Linked DNA regions of Mus musculus: regions 1, 2, 3, 5 and 6 are each linked to region 4. The links are chromatin contacts, called in public HiChIP or PLAC-seq and promoter capture Hi-C maps. All regions are on one chromosome and are shown on one strand. The core of a region is the stretch at or near the end of the contact, and the rest is flanking DNA. Distances in the headings are between cores, read along the strand shown. Region 1 holds the start of Mast3 (microtubule associated serine/threonine kinase 3). Region 2 overlaps Ccdc124 (coiled-coil domain containing 124). Region 3 overlaps Eps15l1 (epidermal growth factor receptor pathway substrate 15-like 1). Region 4 holds the start of Niban3 (niban apoptosis regulator 3). Region 5 holds the start of Iqcn (IQ motif containing N). Region 6 holds the start of Slc5a5 (solute carrier family 5 (sodium iodide symporter), member 5).

The links. Promoter capture Hi-C pulls out the DNA fragments that hold promoters and counts their contacts. HiChIP or PLAC-seq counts read pairs in DNA pulled down with a chosen protein or histone mark.
Region 1: a contact with region 4 is called in an H3K4me3 HiChIP or PLAC-seq map of forebrain, with 5 times the contacts expected there. The contact joins the promoter of Mast3 here to the promoter of Niban3 in region 4. A contact is called at or near these places in 7 of 39 promoter capture datasets (the C10 cell line, cranial neural crest, embryonic stem cells and 4 more), 7 of 115 datasets of contacts at active chromatin or transcription factors (astrocytes, bone marrow-derived macrophages, double positive thymocytes and 4 more) and 1 of 9 other capture datasets (embryonic stem cells).
Region 2: a contact with region 4 is called in an H3K4me3 HiChIP or PLAC-seq map of forebrain, with 3 times the contacts expected there. The contact joins the enhancer-like site here to the promoter of Niban3 in region 4. A contact is called at or near these places in 2 of 39 promoter capture datasets (cranial neural crest and second pharyngeal arch cranial neural crest), 1 of 484 Hi-C or Micro-C datasets (B cells) and 5 of 115 datasets of contacts at active chromatin or transcription factors (astrocytes, bone marrow-derived macrophages, embryonic forebrain and 2 more).
Region 3: a contact with region 4 is called in a promoter capture Hi-C map of pre-B cells. The contact joins the enhancer-like site here to the promoter of Niban3 in region 4. A contact is called at or near these places in 4 of 39 promoter capture datasets (the 3T3-L1 cell line, cranial neural crest, liver and 1 more) and 2 of 115 datasets of contacts at active chromatin or transcription factors (large pre-B cells and pro-B cells).
Region 5: a contact with region 4 is called in a promoter capture Hi-C map of pre-B cells, with 5 times the contacts expected there. The contact joins the promoter of Iqcn here to the promoter of Niban3 in region 4. A contact is called at or near these places in 3 of 39 promoter capture datasets (cranial neural crest, hippocampal neurons and pre-B cells), 1 of 484 Hi-C or Micro-C datasets (B cells) and 4 of 115 datasets of contacts at active chromatin or transcription factors (bone marrow-derived macrophages, forebrain, large pre-B cells and 1 more).
Region 6: a promoter capture Hi-C map of liver shows a contact between it and region 4, with 3 times the contacts expected there. The contact joins the promoter of Slc5a5 here to the promoter of Niban3 in region 4. A contact is called at or near these places in 12 of 39 promoter capture datasets (the 3T3-L1 cell line, 3T3-L1-derived adipocytes, cranial neural crest and 8 more), 1 of 484 Hi-C or Micro-C datasets (liver), 6 of 115 datasets of contacts at active chromatin or transcription factors (astrocytes, bone marrow-derived macrophages, embryonic forebrain and 2 more) and 3 of 9 other capture datasets (adipose tissue, embryonic stem cells and liver).

What each region holds. Positions count from the first base shown.
Region 1 is chr8:70,791,102-70,793,801 of GRCm38.p6, reverse strand. It overlaps Mast3 (microtubule associated serine/threonine kinase 3), which reads left to right and starts at 1,369. Exons shown (of 26, transcript NM_199308.2): 1 at 1,369-1,576. The coding sequence starts at 1,488.
Region 2 is chr8:70,868,327-70,871,026 of GRCm38.p6, reverse strand. It overlaps Ccdc124 (coiled-coil domain containing 124), which reads left to right. Exons shown (of 5, transcript NM_026964.3): 2 at 953-1,122; 3 at 1,920-2,094; 4 at 2,176-2,290; 5 at 2,382-2,700. The coding sequence starts at 964. The coding sequence ends at 2,586. Among named protein-coding and RNA genes, the nearest start is that of Ccdc124, 3.8 kb to the left of the region's middle. Within about 2 kb of position 1,351, at least 43 of the 459 cell types and tissues checked have an H3K27ac peak or open chromatin away from gene starts, as enhancers often do. A contact at or near this core is called in bone marrow-derived macrophages and forebrain, where this site is marked.
Region 3 is chr8:72,353,030-72,355,729 of GRCm38.p6, reverse strand. The region is part of intron 22 of Eps15l1 (epidermal growth factor receptor pathway substrate 15-like 1); the gene reads left to right. Among named protein-coding and RNA genes, the nearest start is that of Klf2, 35 kb to the right of the region's middle. Within about 2 kb of position 1,324, at least 99 of the 459 cell types and tissues checked have an H3K27ac peak or open chromatin away from gene starts, as enhancers often do. A contact at or near this core is called in liver, where this site is marked.
Region 4 is chr8:71,596,405-71,599,104 of GRCm38.p6, reverse strand. Niban3 (niban apoptosis regulator 3) reads right to left here and starts at 1,397. Exons shown (of 15, transcript NM_001384129.1): 1 at 1,282-1,397; 2 at 1-27. The coding sequence starts at 1,336.
Region 5 is chr8:70,700,577-70,703,276 of GRCm38.p6, reverse strand. Iqcn (IQ motif containing N) reads right to left here and starts at 1,252. Exons shown (of 4, transcript NM_001370847.1): 1 at 1-1,252. It overlaps Jund (jun D proto-oncogene), which reads right to left. Exons shown (of 1, transcript NM_010592.5): 1 at 2,661-2,700.
Region 6 is chr8:70,891,501-70,894,200 of GRCm38.p6, reverse strand. It overlaps Slc5a5 (solute carrier family 5 (sodium iodide symporter), member 5), which reads left to right and starts at 1,444. Exons shown (of 15, transcript NM_053248.2): 1 at 1,444-1,896; 2 at 2,484-2,549. The coding sequence starts at 1,540.

The sequences.
Region 1 (2,700 bases), core at 120-2,619, 810 kb after region 4:
TACCTGTACCCCTCAAGTCCTGTGACAACAGGTGTGTGTTACCACCTCCAAAAGTGTGGTGAGGGCTGGGATGGAGCCCTCCATGCCAGGCAAGCATTCTGCCAGCACAGCTATATCCCTCTTTCTTTGAAGTTACTCTTTGACATTCTTCATCTGTCTCCTTATCTGAGATCAAGGACTACCTTGAAGTCACCCCTAGATGTCCCAGAGGCAGGTAAACTGTAAGTGTTCAATAAATGTTTATCAAGTGAATAAATGACTGGATATGGGTTTGTGCTGCAGCCAGCAGCATGGGAAACGCCTGACGTGGCAAAGAGCCTGGAGGAGACGTGGCAGAGTCTCAGAGTGACTTGACAAGGATGAGTTGGGGAAAACCTGGGTGCATGTGCCTCAGTTTCCCCAGCTATCTTCTTGCACCAAATATAGGATCTGAGCTTCAAATCCGAGCAAGGCTCTGATCCGGTGTCTAAAAGTCCAGGGAGTCGGGTGCTGTCAGAATGACCACTGGCTACCTAGGACCTGGGGGAAAAGGACATATTCCTTTGGTTTGTAGTATATATGACTTATCGCCTTTGGTAATGGCTTTCGTGGCCATGCACACTGCGTTCATCGCAGACATCATACAGATGGGAAGGAAAGGGGAAGAGCCAGGCAGGGCTAACACCTCCAAGTCAGAGGGCAGACCCGTCACAGCCTGCACTACTAGCACCGCCAAAGCTCTACTCCGCCGTCCAGGCCCTAGCAACGCCCCACCTGCTTGTTGTGGCCCTAGCGACGCCCCGCCCTCACCGCGCAGTGCCCTAGCAACGGCCAGGTAGCCCCGCCCCCCCAATGCTCAGAACCATAGCAAAGCCCTGCCTGGGCTGCTGAGGTCCATAGCAACGCCTCGCTCTCCTGTCAGGGTGCCTCTCCTGGTGCTTAGAGCTCTAGCAACAACCTGCCTGTGTTGCTGAGGTCCATAGCAACGCCCCGCCCTTGCTACCTAGAGCCCTAGCAACGGCCAGGTAACCCCGCCCCCTATGCTCAGAACCCTAGCAAACCCCTGCCTGTGCTGCTAGGGGGCCTAGCAACGCTCACGTTAGTCCCAGAGCCCTAGCAACGTCCACTACGCCGCGCCGATCTGCTCGGGGCCCTAGCAACGCCCCGCGCTGTCCCTCAAGGCCCTGGCAATGCTGGGCACCGACAGGCGGGTTCTAACTGCGCTCCATCCCAGCGCTTCCGGCAGAGCTGTAGCAACAAAAGCTCCTTAGTTGGGGACCCTAGCAACGCCCCGCCTAGCACTGTAGCAACGCCTCGCCCCCCTTCCTCCTCCATCACGACGCCACGCCCCCTCAGGCTCCGCCCCGTGACTGGGCGGGGCTCCCAGCCGGGCTTCCTCCTTGCTACCGCGCGCGCTCCTTGTTGCCCGCGGCCACTGGGCCGCTCTACGGGGCTCAGGCCGAATCCGGCCGATCTGGCCGAGGCCCGGGCAGACGGAGGGCGGCAGCATGTCCGACCCCAGCTACTGGACCGCGGTCGCGGCCCCGGGGCACCGCAGCCGCCTGGCCAAGGGTGCGCTGCTACAGCGTTCCAAAAGGTAGGGACGGCTTGGGGCGCAGGGTCTAGCTGTGGACGCCGGTATTTGAACTTGGGACTCGGGCCTTGCAAAGCGATGAATTTGGGAAGAATGAAGCAGTCTGTTCTGGACACTCAGCGGAAATGTTGGCGCAGATGCAAATACTCATGGCCCAGACTGACGAGTGGGTGGCAGGTCTACAGCCAAGAAGGCATGCTTCTCCTCGGCCCAGGTCCTCCTTTGCAAGGCACAGAGGCCAAGAGAGATGGTGCCTCAACTGTCGACCCAGGTTCTAATTGTAAGATAGCTTTTACCGTGCGGTGTGACTCCAGGTAGTTCTTCAACCTCTCTGTGCTTGTGTTTCTCTGTATTTAGGTTAGCATAGTTGGGAAAAGTCTGAGATGCAAGGACCCTGAGTGCTCGATCCAAAGCTTCGACTGGGCCTTGAGATAGTGTGGTGCCTACCATGGCTTACAGGCCTTTTAGAGCAAGGAACAGTGTAAGCAGTTGGCATTTAATGTGTGCTCAAGTGAGATGATCCAGGTTCTCTGAGGCGTCCAATATGGTTGTTTTCAAGGTCTTGTCTAAGCATAAGGGAAAGGAACCAACCAGTCTCATTGGCTACCGGTGCAGGACCATGGGACAGCAGGGCAGGGAGAGGATGTGGCTGCCAGTGTGTGTCGTGTGCAGAGGGGGGGCGACAGGAAGTCTTGCAGGGCCCTTTGGGTTCCGCTTCTGCACCCACACTTCAGCCTAGGGGGCAATTCTTTACCCTCTTGGTAGCTGGTAGCCCCGATTTCCCTGTGTGAAGAGCAGGTACAGTTGGTGGGTCCCCCAGCTCAATGCTGGTTTGTACTGTGTCCACACCTGTGGCTTAGCTGACTCTGGGGGCGTGGCCTCCTGTAGGCAGGCTCTTAGAGCATAGGTCCCCCAAGGCCAGCTTCACAGGGTGTGTTGATTTTGTGCACCTTCTGGTTGTCCTGATGGGGAAAACAGAGCCTCCTGCAGCAACAGACAGGCTGGGCTCAGCTCCCTAAAACCTATGCCCTTTGCTGCCTGCGGCACCTCCTATCTTGGCCTGCAAACTGCCCTTCTGTTACCCAAAACCCTCCCTGCCTCCTTAGGGCCCCTCCTGTCGCTCCCTC
Region 2 (2,700 bases), core at 102-2,601, 730 kb after region 4:
GCCACCAGAGGCTCTGACACGACACAAAACCCAGTGCTGAGTGACAGCAGCCAGACAGAATTCCACATGGTGAATAGTCTGTTAACCGGAAATACCTCCAGGGACAGGCAGAGGGGAAGTAGCTCAGGAGCTGGAGCAAGGAACGGAAGTGACAGCTGATAGGATTGGAGTCTTCTGGAGTACGCAGTGTTGGTCTTTGCACAACGTTGTAATTATAGTTTTAAAAAAATTATTTCAGTAGGCTGGAGAGATGGCTCAGTGGTTAAGAGCACAAGGTCCTGAGTTCAGTTCCCATCAACCACATGGTGGCTCACAACCATCTGCAATGGCACCCGGTGCCCTCTTCTGGTGTGTCTGAGAAGAGCGACAGTGTACTCACATACATAAAATAAATAAATCTTTTAAAATTAATTATTTTTTCAAGACACCCTGGCTATCCTGGAACTTACTCTGTAGACCAGGCTGGTCTTGAACTCAGAAACCCGCCTGCCTCTGCCTCCCAATGCTGGGATTAAAGGCGTGTGCCACCACCGCCCAGCAATAAATCTTTTTTAAAAAATTGTTCAAAAGCCTCAGAAGAAACACAACAGTAGAGCCCCTTCCTAGAATCACCAGGGAGGGGTGAGGACATGGCTCAGGGCTAGAGCCCCTGTCCTCCAGTGTGGAGGTTCAGGTGGAGCTCCCTCCGCCCTGTGGAGGCCCTGCCTACGTTTTGTGGGTACAGAGTTGTTATATATGTTAATAAAATGAGAGGAAATGCTGACTTGAGGGACTCGCTGCTCCTTGCTATCCTAATAGCGTCCAAGGGTCAGACAGGATCATGTCAGGCCAGCCTGCTCTACATAATGAGACCCTGTTTTTTAAAAAATCGCTTTTGCAAGCAGTCTGTAAAGTCTTGGAGATGGGTGGGTCCTAGTCACAGTCCAGCCCCTCCACGGTGTCCTTCCTGCAGCCTGCTGAGGGATGCCCAAGAAGTTCCAGGGCGAGAACAGCAAGTCGGCAGCTGCCCGAGCACGGAGGGCTGAAGCCAAGGCGGCCGCTGATGCCAAGAAACAGAAGGAGCTGGAAGATGCTTACTGGAAGGATGAGGACAAACACGTGATGCGGAAGGAGCAACGCAAGGTGGGCGGCATGGGCTTCGGTGTTGAAAGGTGGCTCGAGGTAGCCATGGAGGGATGCATACTCAGAAGCTAGCTGAAGTGGGTCTGTGTTTGTCTCCAACCTTATTGTGACATTCCTGACCGAGGCCTGTCTTGAGCCAGCCCCAGGTGCCTACTTGGTACTGGAGTGGTTCGGGCTTGGTGCTGACGTGTCTGCCCACTAGGTGGCAACAGAGACCCTGTCTCCACAGCAGGCCTCGCCCTGCTATCCAGGGGGTTGGTCATTGTTCTGTTTCTATCACCCAGGCTGGCCTGGAACACCCGGGCTCAGCCTCTCCACCTGCCTCAGCTCCCCCTGCAGCTTGGTGGTACTCCAGGTTCGCACCATGATCAGAATTCTGTGTGTCTTTCTCAGTACTGATGACCTTCTTTTGGGATGAGCTGTCCTGGTGCACGACCCTGCCCAGACCCTCTGTCCCCAGAAGACAGAGTGGGAGTGGGATGTTCAGAGCTAGTGGAGGAATTCCACAGGGCAGGGTGCTATTCAAAAGCCATGTAGCGAGATAGCGCTGAGGCAAAGGAGCCTCCGGAAGATGCTGCCTTCAAACACCTTTGATTTTGACCCCAGATAGGCATTCCTCTCTGCCTTTGGGGTAAAGGCACATGGAAATACCCTTGTGAAGCACTTTAGCTGCCCAGGTCCTTTTGTACAAGGGTGCCCTGGGGGGATAGGGAAGGAGGGAGCAGCGCCCTCTTGGGTTCCACCCTGGGCACCCAGGCAGCTTCTGTCTACATAGCCTTCCCCTGTTGCCCCTGCAGGAGGAGAAGGAGAAGCGACGCCTGGAGCAGCTGGAGCGCAAGAAGGAGACGCAGCGCCTGCTGGAGGAGGAAGACTCACGGCTCAAAGGCGGCAAGGCCCCACGTGTGGCGCCCGCCAAGGTCACACGTGCACAGATCGAGGACTCGCTGCGGAGAGAGCAGCGGGCAGAGCCAGGTGTGCATGTGGCCTGGGGCAAATCCCCCGAGGGCTTCGCGCCAACGCCTCGTTCTCATATTCTGTCCCTGTCACCCACAGTGGAAAAGGCTAAGAGCCACCTAGAGCTGCCACTGGAAGAGAACCTTAACCGGCGCCTGCAGGAAGAGGGCAGCGTGGAGGCGCGCACTGTGGAGGACGCCATCGCAGTGCTCAGGTGGGCGGGGCGGGCTGTGTGGGCGGGGCCCTGAAGAGGAGAGTTTGTTGGGGCGGGACTTAGGTCTGGGTCCTGACTCCTTGACTTGCAGTGTGGCTGAGGAAGCTGACCGGCATCCTGAGCGCCGGATGCGAGCGGCCTTCACCGCGTTTGAGGAGGTGCAACTGCCACGGTTGAAGCAGGAGAACCCCAACATGCGGCTGTCGCAACTGAAGCAGCTGCTGAAGAAGGAGTGGTTGCGCTCCCCTGACAACCCGATGAACCAGCGCGCCCTGCCCTTTAATGCGCCCAAGTGACAGAACCAGGCTGAGTCCAGCTTGTCTGAGTCAGCTCATCCCCCTCCAGCCAGGCCTGACCAGGGATTCATAGAGTTCCGGGCCTGGGATTCTCCCAGCTGCGCCATAGGTCAT
Region 3 (2,700 bases), core at 75-2,574, 760 kb before region 4:
TCTGCCTACCCAATTTCCATTGGGGAAAACCATATGACCAGTGTACAGCAATAAATACCTTTAGCTGGTCACACCCCATTGCTCAGTCCCTTGGGATGTCAGACAGATGTGGAACTCTGCAGTGGGCTGGTCCCAGCATGGCTAGGAGGAGATAGATGAGGTGAGGGTGCCTGCCCAAGGACCTCCAGGGATGGTCGGCCTTCTGATGGAGAAAGCATGCCACAGTGCTTCCCAAGACATGCTTTACCTGGCTCAGGAGTCAGGAGAGACAGTGGCTTCTCTGCAGTCCTGCTGCCCTGCATGTGAGAGAGCTCTTAGGCCACCACCTTCCTACCTGGGCTTTTCTAACCTGAAGGAGCTAGTGGGCTCTGGGCTACCTATCCAACTCTAAGGGGTTGTTCAGTCAGGCTGCTTTGGGGAATGTGAAGGCCCCAGGCAGATGTCCCTGGGCAGCCCTGAGTCCAAGATGTCAGTAAAGCACTTGGCATGGTGGTGTTGTGTGGGATCTGTATTGTATTATGTGTTCACCCCCCACAGCCACCTGTGTCACCTGGGCCTGACCCAGATGAGGTGACAATTCAGAAAAATGTCTTCTGTTGAAAAGTGTTGATGTTTAAGGTGTCAAATTTAAAGCCAGCCCTGGGTCCCCTGAGAATCATTACCCAGGATGAGTGTCAGTGTGGGCCTGGGGTTATACACTACTCTGCTGTTGTGTTCTATCTTGGAGTTCAGTCTCTGCTCTCACAGAGATCAGTTTGGTCTGTCGAATAGTCTCCCTAAGCATCTGGACAGTCACTGCTGCTGGTAGCAGCTGAGGTGGCTAGCAGCTTGATGCTAAGGGTATAGTTTTCTCCTTGAAGCTTCAGAGTGTGAGCCTTAGGCTGCTGGGATGTGCACAGAAATTGGATGTCTTGAAAGCTCTACATTCTCCTGCCTGGAGATCTTTTCTAGAAAGGTCCATCAATGTATTAAATAACCTGCAGGTGTCTGGGACTGAAGCAGTTGATTGCTTTCAGACACATGCAAAACAGCCCTGAAACACGCCAGTTGGAGTGAGCACACGCCTCCCTCAGGTAAACAGTGGTGTATTTTCTTCAACGGACGGAGATGGAGATCAGTCAGAACTCACCGCTGAAGTTTCTAGGTAAAAGTTGTTGATTTGCAAAGAGAGAAACAGATTTTTTTAAGCTCAGGAAACGGCTGTGTGGGCGTCAGTGATTGGGTTGCCTGAGATAGCGGGATCCTGGCGGGCCCCACCCTGCCACTTCCTGCCAGCGCTGCCCTGCGGCTCCCAGCAGAGCCTACCCGCTGCCCCAGTGACACCCACTCACCAGCCAGTCACCTTTAACCTCTCCCTAAGTTAATGATCATCTTTATAACTACTCATGACCTCTCCACCCCATCTGCAAGGCCAGATGTCCTACAGGAGGAAGATTTTGGCAGCTTTTTTTTTCCCTTTCCCACAGCACCACTGAGAGTGCTTGTGTTAGTGAGCAGCCCATTCCCAAGCTACATAAGAATGGTCTAGCCTGTGTATTGAATTCCTCCGCAAAAAGTCATTCTCCTCGAGCAGAAAAGTCCTCCCCCACCCACATGCTATCTATGCAGAATGGCCAAGGCTTTCTCACAGGGTCAGCAGGGTACAGGCACAGGGAATATTTAGGATTGTAAGCAGCCCAATCCTGTGAACTTTCAGCCTTTCTGTGAGATCCCAGGAAGAGGATGGAACCTGCGGGTCAGGGCCCTGGTGCTGCTGGCTGTCCTGTCTATGCCCAAGCCCCTTGTTACTTCGTATTGTCAAATGGCATCACTGTCTGAGCCTGTGGTTAGCACCTCTGCCCTGAATATAACTACTTTAATTCCGTTCCCACGATGGTGGCAAAGAGATAATGCGCTGGGTACACTGGAGAGTATAGAAAGGAATGTACTTGTTCCATTTCAGGAAGGTTCTGGTGTTCGCTAGCAGCCAGGATGGCCGGAAGGCATTGAAGCAGCCCCCAGCCCCCACACACTCAGGGCACTCACTGCTCTGCTGTTGCTATGGCACCCTGGAGGGTCTGTCCCAGGGCTCGGGATAACCAGTGGCTGCTGTAGATCTATGCTGGCTGAGGGAGGGAGGCACCCATATACTGTATGGGTTTGCCTTCCCAGGCGGTGGAGGAACCCATGCTAATCCAGCTGGTTTCAGCAGCCTGAGGCCGGCTGTTGTTGAGGGAAGATTTGGCAGAACAGTTTGAAAATAGAAATAGTGCCTACCTCAGCACACCCACCCTTTTGCACTCAGCAAGGTGGATCCAGTGGGTGTCCTGTGGCCTGATATTCATTAACGAGTAAATGCCTCACCAGAGGTGGGTCACAATCTGGACAGTGGAGGTTCTGGGGGACCTGCAGGATGTAAGCCCAGAAAGACTGGGCCTTCCTACCGGGCCTCTGTGGTAGTAAGTGGGTGGGAACAACTCCCAGGCCCTCACTTGGCTGAAGGTCCACTCTTTGATCACCTAAAGGACTCAGGCCAGGTCTCTAGGTATATAAATGATTGACACATCACCCCTGTAGTGAGCTCAGTATAGTAGCTCACGCTTGTGGTCAGTAGAGAGCCAAGTAGGAAACCCCTCCCCCAAGTCTACATGGTCCTGTCCAGGCCTGTGACCCTTTCCACCACGGGGCACACATTCCCACTGCAGACATCACAGTCTGTGG
Region 4 (2,700 bases), core at 148-2,647:
AGGTCCTCAGCATGCCATTCACCTGACCTGTAGTGAGAAAGGATCAGCAATGGGACCAGGACACCTGCCTGTCATCCCAGGACCAGCTGGCTCACTGGAGTAGCCAGAACTGGTGAGTGCCAGCATAGACCATGCCTCAGTGAATAAGGTGGAAAGCAGTCTTAGGACAGCTGATGTTAATCACTGGCAAGCACATGTACACACACAAAAGCCTTTCTTCCAAATATGTTGCTGCAAGCCGGGCGTGGTGGCGCACACCTTTAATCCCAGCACTCGGGAGGCAGAGGCAGGTGGATTTCTGAGTTCGAGGCCAGTCTGGTCTACAAAGTGAGTTTCAGGACAGCCAGAGCTATACAAAGAAACCCTGTCTCAAAAAAACAAAACCAAAAAACCAAATATGTTGCTGCATCTCAGGAGAATGAGGCCCAGAGAGGGCAATTTATTCACCCAGTGGCACACAGCAAATACAAGTGGTGGTCAATCCTGGGACTTGGAGAGATTACTCAGCAGCACATGCAGGGTTTTGCATGGGCTGTTCCCCTCCCCAAATGCTGTTCTCATACTCACTGTAACCACACACCCTCCTCCAGCCTGGTCTAGCCACCTCCCTTGGGGACATCCACCAAGTCCTGCTGGTCTAGACACTCTCCCAGGTCAAGGTGTGGGACAGGACAGGGAGCTGAAGCTCAGCCTGGCCTTGGCTAAGCCTTAGTCAAGTCCCAGTGTCCATGCAGACAGACTTCCCAGCCTCAGAGACCACCTGACCGTGCCCTTACCCCCAACCTCAGTGGGGCCCTAGCTTCCACTAACAAATCAAAAACTTCACATTTCACTTTGTTTTGTCTTGAGACAGAGTTGCATATAGCCCAGGCTGTCTTGGAACTCACTCTTTAGGCCAGTCTGGCCTCAAACTCCCAGAGATCTGCCTGCCTGTGCCTCCCAAGTGCTCGGATGGCAGGTGTGTAACACTGTATCCAGCTACTTGGATTTCATTTAAATCTGGAGCCCTCCAGAGCCAGGCAGGATGGAGTGTGCCTTTGATCTCTCTGAGTTCGAGGCCAGCCTGGTCTACAGAGTGAGCTCCAGGACAGCCATGGCTACGCAGAAAAACCCTGTCTCGAAAAACTGAACAAAAAAATCTGAAATCTTCCAACACAAGCCCACCCCTGACAAGACCAGAGACAGTTAAAATAATGAACCCTGTATTGGCACCAGGAGCACATGCCAGCATTGGCCTCGCATGCAATGGCAGCATGACTTGACCCTGACCTGTCTGCTTACCCTGAAGCTGCTGCCGCTGCCGTCTACCCAGGGGGCAGGAAGGCTGTGCCCCCATCCTGCCACCATACAGAGCTGTCCTGGGTCCCTCTGCTCAGGATACTGGATGGCAGCTGAGTGGCCCAAGTGCCAGGAGGGTACATATGGCCATCTGGTACCACTCTCCACCCCTCCTGTCTGCACCTGCCTCCTCCTGGCCTCAAGGGACAGGCTGGACCAAGACTGGTGGTTTCTGTCAGGGGTAGTGGGGACAGCCCCAGGGGAGACCCAGGGAGTGTGAGAAAAAAAACAACGCCCTGGCACAGATGGATGGGTGGGGCACATCTCTGCCATCCCAGCACTCAGAAAGCAGAGGCAGGGGGATGGGGAGTTTAGGCCATGGAGGCCAGCCTGGGCTACATGAAGTCCTATCTCTGAAAGCCAAAGGAATGGGTTGCTGACTGAACAAATGAATGAGCAAGGAGTAGGTTATCAGTATGGAGGGACACCACACACACACACACACACACACACACACACACACCCATCCCCATGTAGCCTGCTTCCTTACATGTAGGCACCTTCCTTTTCTTTTCCCTTTCCAGAGGCTGGAATGTGATGGCTGGAGTGTAAGTGGCCACCTTGAAGCATGAGGCAGGTCCTATGCATCAATGGCAAAGCAGTAAATTCCCCCTTGAGAAAGGGACACAGCGCTCACATGGGGTCCTCATGCCTATGTCCCTTTCCTTTCTCAGGGTGTCTCAGCCTCTGCTTGGCTGGTGCGTGGGTGGCACCTGCTCTTGTAGAAGTCCCCAGGATTTTCCACTGTGTCTTTTGCTGGCTTCTGCCCCAGCCTATCCTACTTCCTCTTTGCCACAGCTGAGGAGCCCTCAGGGACCAGACATCTAAAGAAAGTTCACATTTGTGGTTCTGGCCCCGCCCTTCTGGCCTACCTGCCAAGTCGGTTCTGGGAGGCTTCAATTCCTACCTCCTGCCTGGCTTGCATTACCTTGGTGAGGGGATGTTCCCTCAGACAAGCCCACCAGCCTCTCCAACTAGGTCCTTGGAACTGGCAGGGTCAGGACAATGATGCACCGACCCACTTCATGCTCCAAGCTGGCTGCTTATACTCCAGTCTCTGGACCCACATCCCAGTCTTTATAAGCGGCAAGAGAAAAAACTGTCTAAGGGAGAAAGCATCCCAAGAGTCACCCCAGACACTTCTCCCATCGGTAGGGGGCCCTGTGACAACATCAGGAGAACCTTATCAGGTAGCTCACCCTGCTCAAGGCTCCGAACAAGCTTGCAGGAGACAGTGCATCCTCAGGGGGCCATGAAGGCTCTGGCTGAGGCCCCAGGTGAACCCTTCTCTTCACCATGGCTAGAACACAAGCAGTCACTCGGGACCGCAAGGAGCCTGGTACCTGTGAGTTAGTTCTGACC
Region 5 (2,700 bases), core at 3-2,502, 900 kb after region 4:
CTTCCCCCCTCTTGCCTTGTGTTTGGAGGGAGTTCTGTCACCACCTGACATAGCTGCTGAGCCTCCAAGATGTCCTGGAGACATCTCCTGGAGGGCATGAAAAGACACGTGCAAAGCTTCATATGGCCTGCAACAGTCAAGCACCGAGAGTTTATGGATTTTGGTGAGTTCCAGGCCAGCCTGGGCTGCATATGGAGACCCTGTGTAGAAAAAAATAAAAGGTCATGCAGTGTGAGCCACAGCCCTAGGAGGGGGCAGATGGAGTGAAGCCAATGTTCTGGGCCACCTCCCCAGGCTGGGCTCATACCCAGTGTGAGTCATAGATGCTCCAGCCAAGGCTGACACACACCTTGGCCTATGCACAGCAGGCTCAAGCCAGAACCACTTCGCCTGGCCAAGGGGCTACTAGAACAAGGCCTCTATGCAAAGAGCAGACATACAACCCTGTGGCTTTTCCCTGCCTCTCTCCTCTGTCCTTTAGCTGTTGTGAGCACTTCTAGTGAGCCTTTTGTTTCTTTGGGCACCTAGATATGGTGGTCTTAGCCCATGTGCTAGATGAGACTCAGGGAAAGAAATGTACTTGAATTGCAGAGCCAGCCTTTCAATGCTGGGGAACAGAACTCTGAGCCCAGGCCCCCTGGGCACATGATGTGCTCTGTCAAGAGTCCTTGGTGTTTTGAGATAGGCTCCTTATATACCCCAGGCTGGACTGAAACTCATGGCCCTTCTGCCTCTACATTGCAAGTGCTTAAGTCACAGGCTTGCAGGGCCCAGCCTGGCTCTGATCAGCTGACTGGAAACACTCCCAACATCAACAAAACCTCATTGGGCCGCTGTGGTGGCACATGCCTTTAGTCCCAGAGGTGGGAAAAACTGAGTTCGAGGCCAGTCTGGGCTATACAGTAAGACATCATCTCAAACAACACAAATCTTTATAAAGATCCAGATTCCATCTAACACTACAAAAGCAGAACACTGCAGACACTGGTGTACATGGTATCCCAACATTTCAAGGGCCAAAGGAGAGGTCAGAGTTCAAATTTCTACTATGCTGTTCACAGCCTGTAGAACAGGTTTCTGGGCCACTGCTGTGTAATAGGGGTACAATAATCTTGGCCCAGCTGGGCAGTGGTGGCACACACCTTTGATCCCAGCACTTGGGAGGCAGAGGCAGGAGGATTTCTGAGTTTGAGGTCAGCTTGGTCTATAAAGTGAGTTCCAGGATAGCCAAGGCTACAGGAGAAAAACCCTGTCTCAAAAAAAAAAAAAAACCCACAAAACAACAATAATAATAATCATCTTGGCCCTGAGAGGGACAGGGAAGAGGGGAACCAAGATCAGGACACCCCCTTTTCAGAGCACATAAGATAGAGGCCCACAAAGGAAGAGTATAGCTTTCATAGCTGCTGCAAAACTCCACCATGGTACCCAAGCTGGAACTCTTATGTGCCCGAAGCTCAGGAGAGTGCCTGCCCAGGAAACTCAGCCCTGGGCTCCATCCTCACACTGTATGAACTAGATTGTCATCCCAGCATCCAGGGAACCTATGTTCAAGCCTTTTCATTACTAGCTTTAGTCTTACTAGACAGGGTGTGTAGCCTGGGCTGGTCTAGGATTGAGGAGTCTCCCGCCTCGGCCTCCCAAATGTTAGGATGATGCCAGAACCAAGCTGGACCCACAAGAGTTCCATTCAGGGCGGGCAGGCAGGCACTCAGCAGCTGTCTAGGGACACCTGCCACCCACTGGGACTTACCATGTGACCTATCACCCACAGTGACACCCTGAGAGCCTCAAGACCCAGGGTCTCAACAGCAGTGGCCAGGGCTGACAGGAAACTGTATATATAACATGGGGGAGGGGAGGGGAGACGAGACCTAGGGTCAGATGTTCCCACTGGGCTGAGCTGGACGACCTTGATTAATCTGCTCTAAGCCCAGGGCACTGAAAACGGAGATGAAACAGGCAGGTGTGATGGCACATACCTTTAACCCCAGCACTCAGGAAGCAGAGGCAGGGGGAGCTCTGGCTGGTCTGCATAGAAAGTTCCAGAACAGTCAAGACTACATGAAGTATCCTTGTCTCAAAAATAAAGATGCTATGTGACTCAAGACAATTGCTTTACTTCGCTGAATATTGTTTCCTCAAAATAGAGCAGGTGCTGCGAGAAGGGGGCGTGTCAGGGAGATATTTAAATGCACCTACATGATTCTAGGCTCCCACATAGACTTGCAGAGAAGGCTCTGGGTCTGAGGTACCCTTTGAAACCAACAAAGGCGAATAAAATCTAGTGAGCACAGGCTGCAAGCCCAGCTCTTTTCTGTATGGATGAATCCCGGAGGCCCCAAGCTTGTAAGCACTTCCTTCTGCCCCTTCCCATGTAGTCACTCTTCTTCCTAAAGGATATACCAGCTAAATTGATAGGCTAGTCCAGGATTGCGTCCTGGTGCCACCTGGACCTGGGCCGACAGCGTGCACCTAGGTGGCGCTCGCTGCGCAGCAGATGTGCAGGCACGGCCCGCGCCCACGCCGCGTTCCCCCCCCCCAGGGGGGGGGGGAAGAAGGGGAGGAAAGAGGTTAGAGGAGGAGGGAGGGGGATGGGAGAGGGCTAGCCCCGCCCACCCTCAGCCCAGGCGGGGGAAGAAGGAGGCGGACAGCCAAGCTGGCGTAACGAAGACTTTACTGAAAACACAAAACCGGCGA
Region 6 (2,700 bases), core at 195-2,694, 700 kb after region 4:
GGGAAGACTCTTCCCTCCCTCCTGCGTTAGTGCTTCTTCCCATTCAGAATACATGTGTCATCTCATCTTAGTTCTACCCATTCTGAAGCCTTGCAAAAACCTGAAACCCCGGGCTGGAGAGATTGGCTCAGTTAAGAGCACTGACTGCTCTTCCAGAGGTCCTGAGTTCAGTTCCCAGCAACCACAATGTGGCTCACAACCATCTGTAATGGAATCCAGTGCCGCCTTCTGGTGTGTCTGAAGCCAGCTACAGTGTACCCACATGTAAATATAAAATAAAGTCTAATAAGAAGAGAAAAGCCCTTTCAACCTCATCAGTAATGCCCTCAAGCCCGCCTGCCACCTAGGTTTAGGAGACTGCCCTAGCCAGGCCTCCCTCCTAACCAGCACCTCCAGGCAGGCAGTCCAGCCAGTATACAGCATATGAGGCCACCAGGGGGCGTGTGCCTTAGTTTTACTTATCAGACCACCCGGGAAGTACAGACGTGGCTCAATAGGGAATCAACCCTGAACACCCCAGAAACGGCCAGTTCTCCAGAAAAGGGTCCCGGTGACAGTTCTGCATCATCCCAAGCCCTGGGTCCCTTGAAAGCCACTATCAGCAAACTTCTGTTCTGGACCCAGGTATGCCAAAGTACCTGCGACAAGAAGGGAGAAATGGGTATCCAATGAACCCTCACTTGTCATCCCAGCACTAGGGAAGCCATGGCAGGATTGACACACCTTTGTGGTCAGCCTGTGGGAAAGAAAGGAAGAGAACAGGAAAGGGGAGGACAGCCAGGTCAGGTGTAGTGCACACTTGTGTTCCTGCCGGTAGGGTGGGCCTTGGTCAGGACTCCATACCAGCCTGAGCTACATGAGACTCAGCCTCAAACGCGTGCGTACACGCATACACACACACACACACACACACACACATACACACACATACAACCATAGGTCCAGACTGCCCTGTGCAGGTAGGGAAACTGAGTCCTAAACAGAAGGAAGAAATTCTCCAAAGAGAACCTGAGTGCCTCCCACCGGGTTAGCAAGGGTGGACAGTTCCTTCTCCCACGCTGCGGAGAAAGGCAGATGCTCTCTGGGGGGAAGGCTCGAGTCTCGTTTTTCCTTATGGGGCCCGGAAGTCCCCGAAAGTGAACCCCAGTCCTGGGTTCCTCGTAGCTCTGGTTCCTAACTCCCGCAGGCTGTGTGAACAGAGGGGAGCGGAGGTCTGAGCCGTCCAAGGCCCTTCCTGTCTGTTCACAACTCTACACGGAACAAGCCCTAGATGTGGGAGAAAGTGTCAGGAGACGCTAGTGTCCCCCCAACCCCGTTGCCCGCACCCCTGAAGGCCCGCTCGCCCCAGGACGGAAAGGGTGCGGGTCGCGCCCGCCTCCCAGGCTGGGGGCGGGGCCGCGCTGACCCCGGAGCCCAATAAATCCGCCGCGCGAAAAGCTTGTGGGTCGACGGCCCAGCAGGAACTCGCGCTGCGACGACGCTCGCTCTGAGAGTCCCCGACGTCCTCCGCATCCTCTCCGTTCCGAGTTACCTGTCTCCATGGAGGGCGCGGAGGCAGGGGCCCGGGCCACCTTCGGCCCCTGGGACTACGGCGTGTTCGCGACCATGCTGCTGGTGTCCACGGGCATCGGTCTGTGGGTCGGCCTGGCCCGCGGCGGCCAGCGCAGCGCCGACGACTTCTTCACCGGGGGCCGGCAGCTGGCGGCAGTGCCTGTGGGGCTGTCGCTGGCCGCTAGCTTCATGTCGGCTGTGCAGGTGCTCGGGGTCCCCGCGGAGGCAGCGCGCTACGGTCTCAAGTTTCTGTGGATGTGCGTGGGCCAGTTGCTCAATTCGCTGCTCACAGCCTTGCTCTTCTTGCCGATCTTCTACCGCCTGGGCCTTACCAGCACCTACCAGGTAGGGGACTTGGTCCCATGGGAAGGTTCCGGGAAGATGCCGCGGGCACCGGGCAGGGCCAGGAAGGAGGAAGAGCCAGTCCGGGCCCCACAGCTCGCAGCAGCCTCGGGGCAGTGGCCTCCCGCTGACACCTGTCCCTGCGAGTGCCCGTACCAGCCACCCACCGGCGCCCGACAGAGTTCAAACGCCTGCAGTGAGGTGTAGGATTTCCCAAACGCTCAACAACTGTAGTGAAAACGGAATAGCATCCACTTGCAGTTTCAGCACTAGGGAGATTGAGGCAGGAGGATTGCCATGAGTACCAGGCCAGTTTGGACTCCCTAGGGATACCCCAGTTTCAAATCTGAGGGCGCAACTAGGCACCCTGAAACAACGGTCCAACAAGTGTAGCGACAATATGAAGTCCCATGTGTGATATCTCAGTACTAGAGAAGCTTTGGCAGGAGGATTGCTGCGAGTTCCAAGCCGGCTTAACCTACACAGAGACTCTGTAAGCTCAGTTGGGCACTCCGGAACAGAGTAGAAACAGTGAGGATGGCTGAGGGGTCACTTGCCCGGTAACCTCCAGCCCTTGGCTCCCTCTGCAGTACCTAGAACTGCGCTTCAGCCGAGCGGTCCGGCTCTGCGGGACGCTGCAGTACTTGGTGGCCACGGTGAGCGAGCTGCCCGCCCTGCCACGCCCACACGAGCAATTATCATAGCCCGCTCCAACCTGACCTCACGCCACACCCCTCATCCTACCTGGCCCCGCCCCCTTCCAGCTTGAGCTAAGCTTCTCTGGGACATACAAGGACCACGCCTATA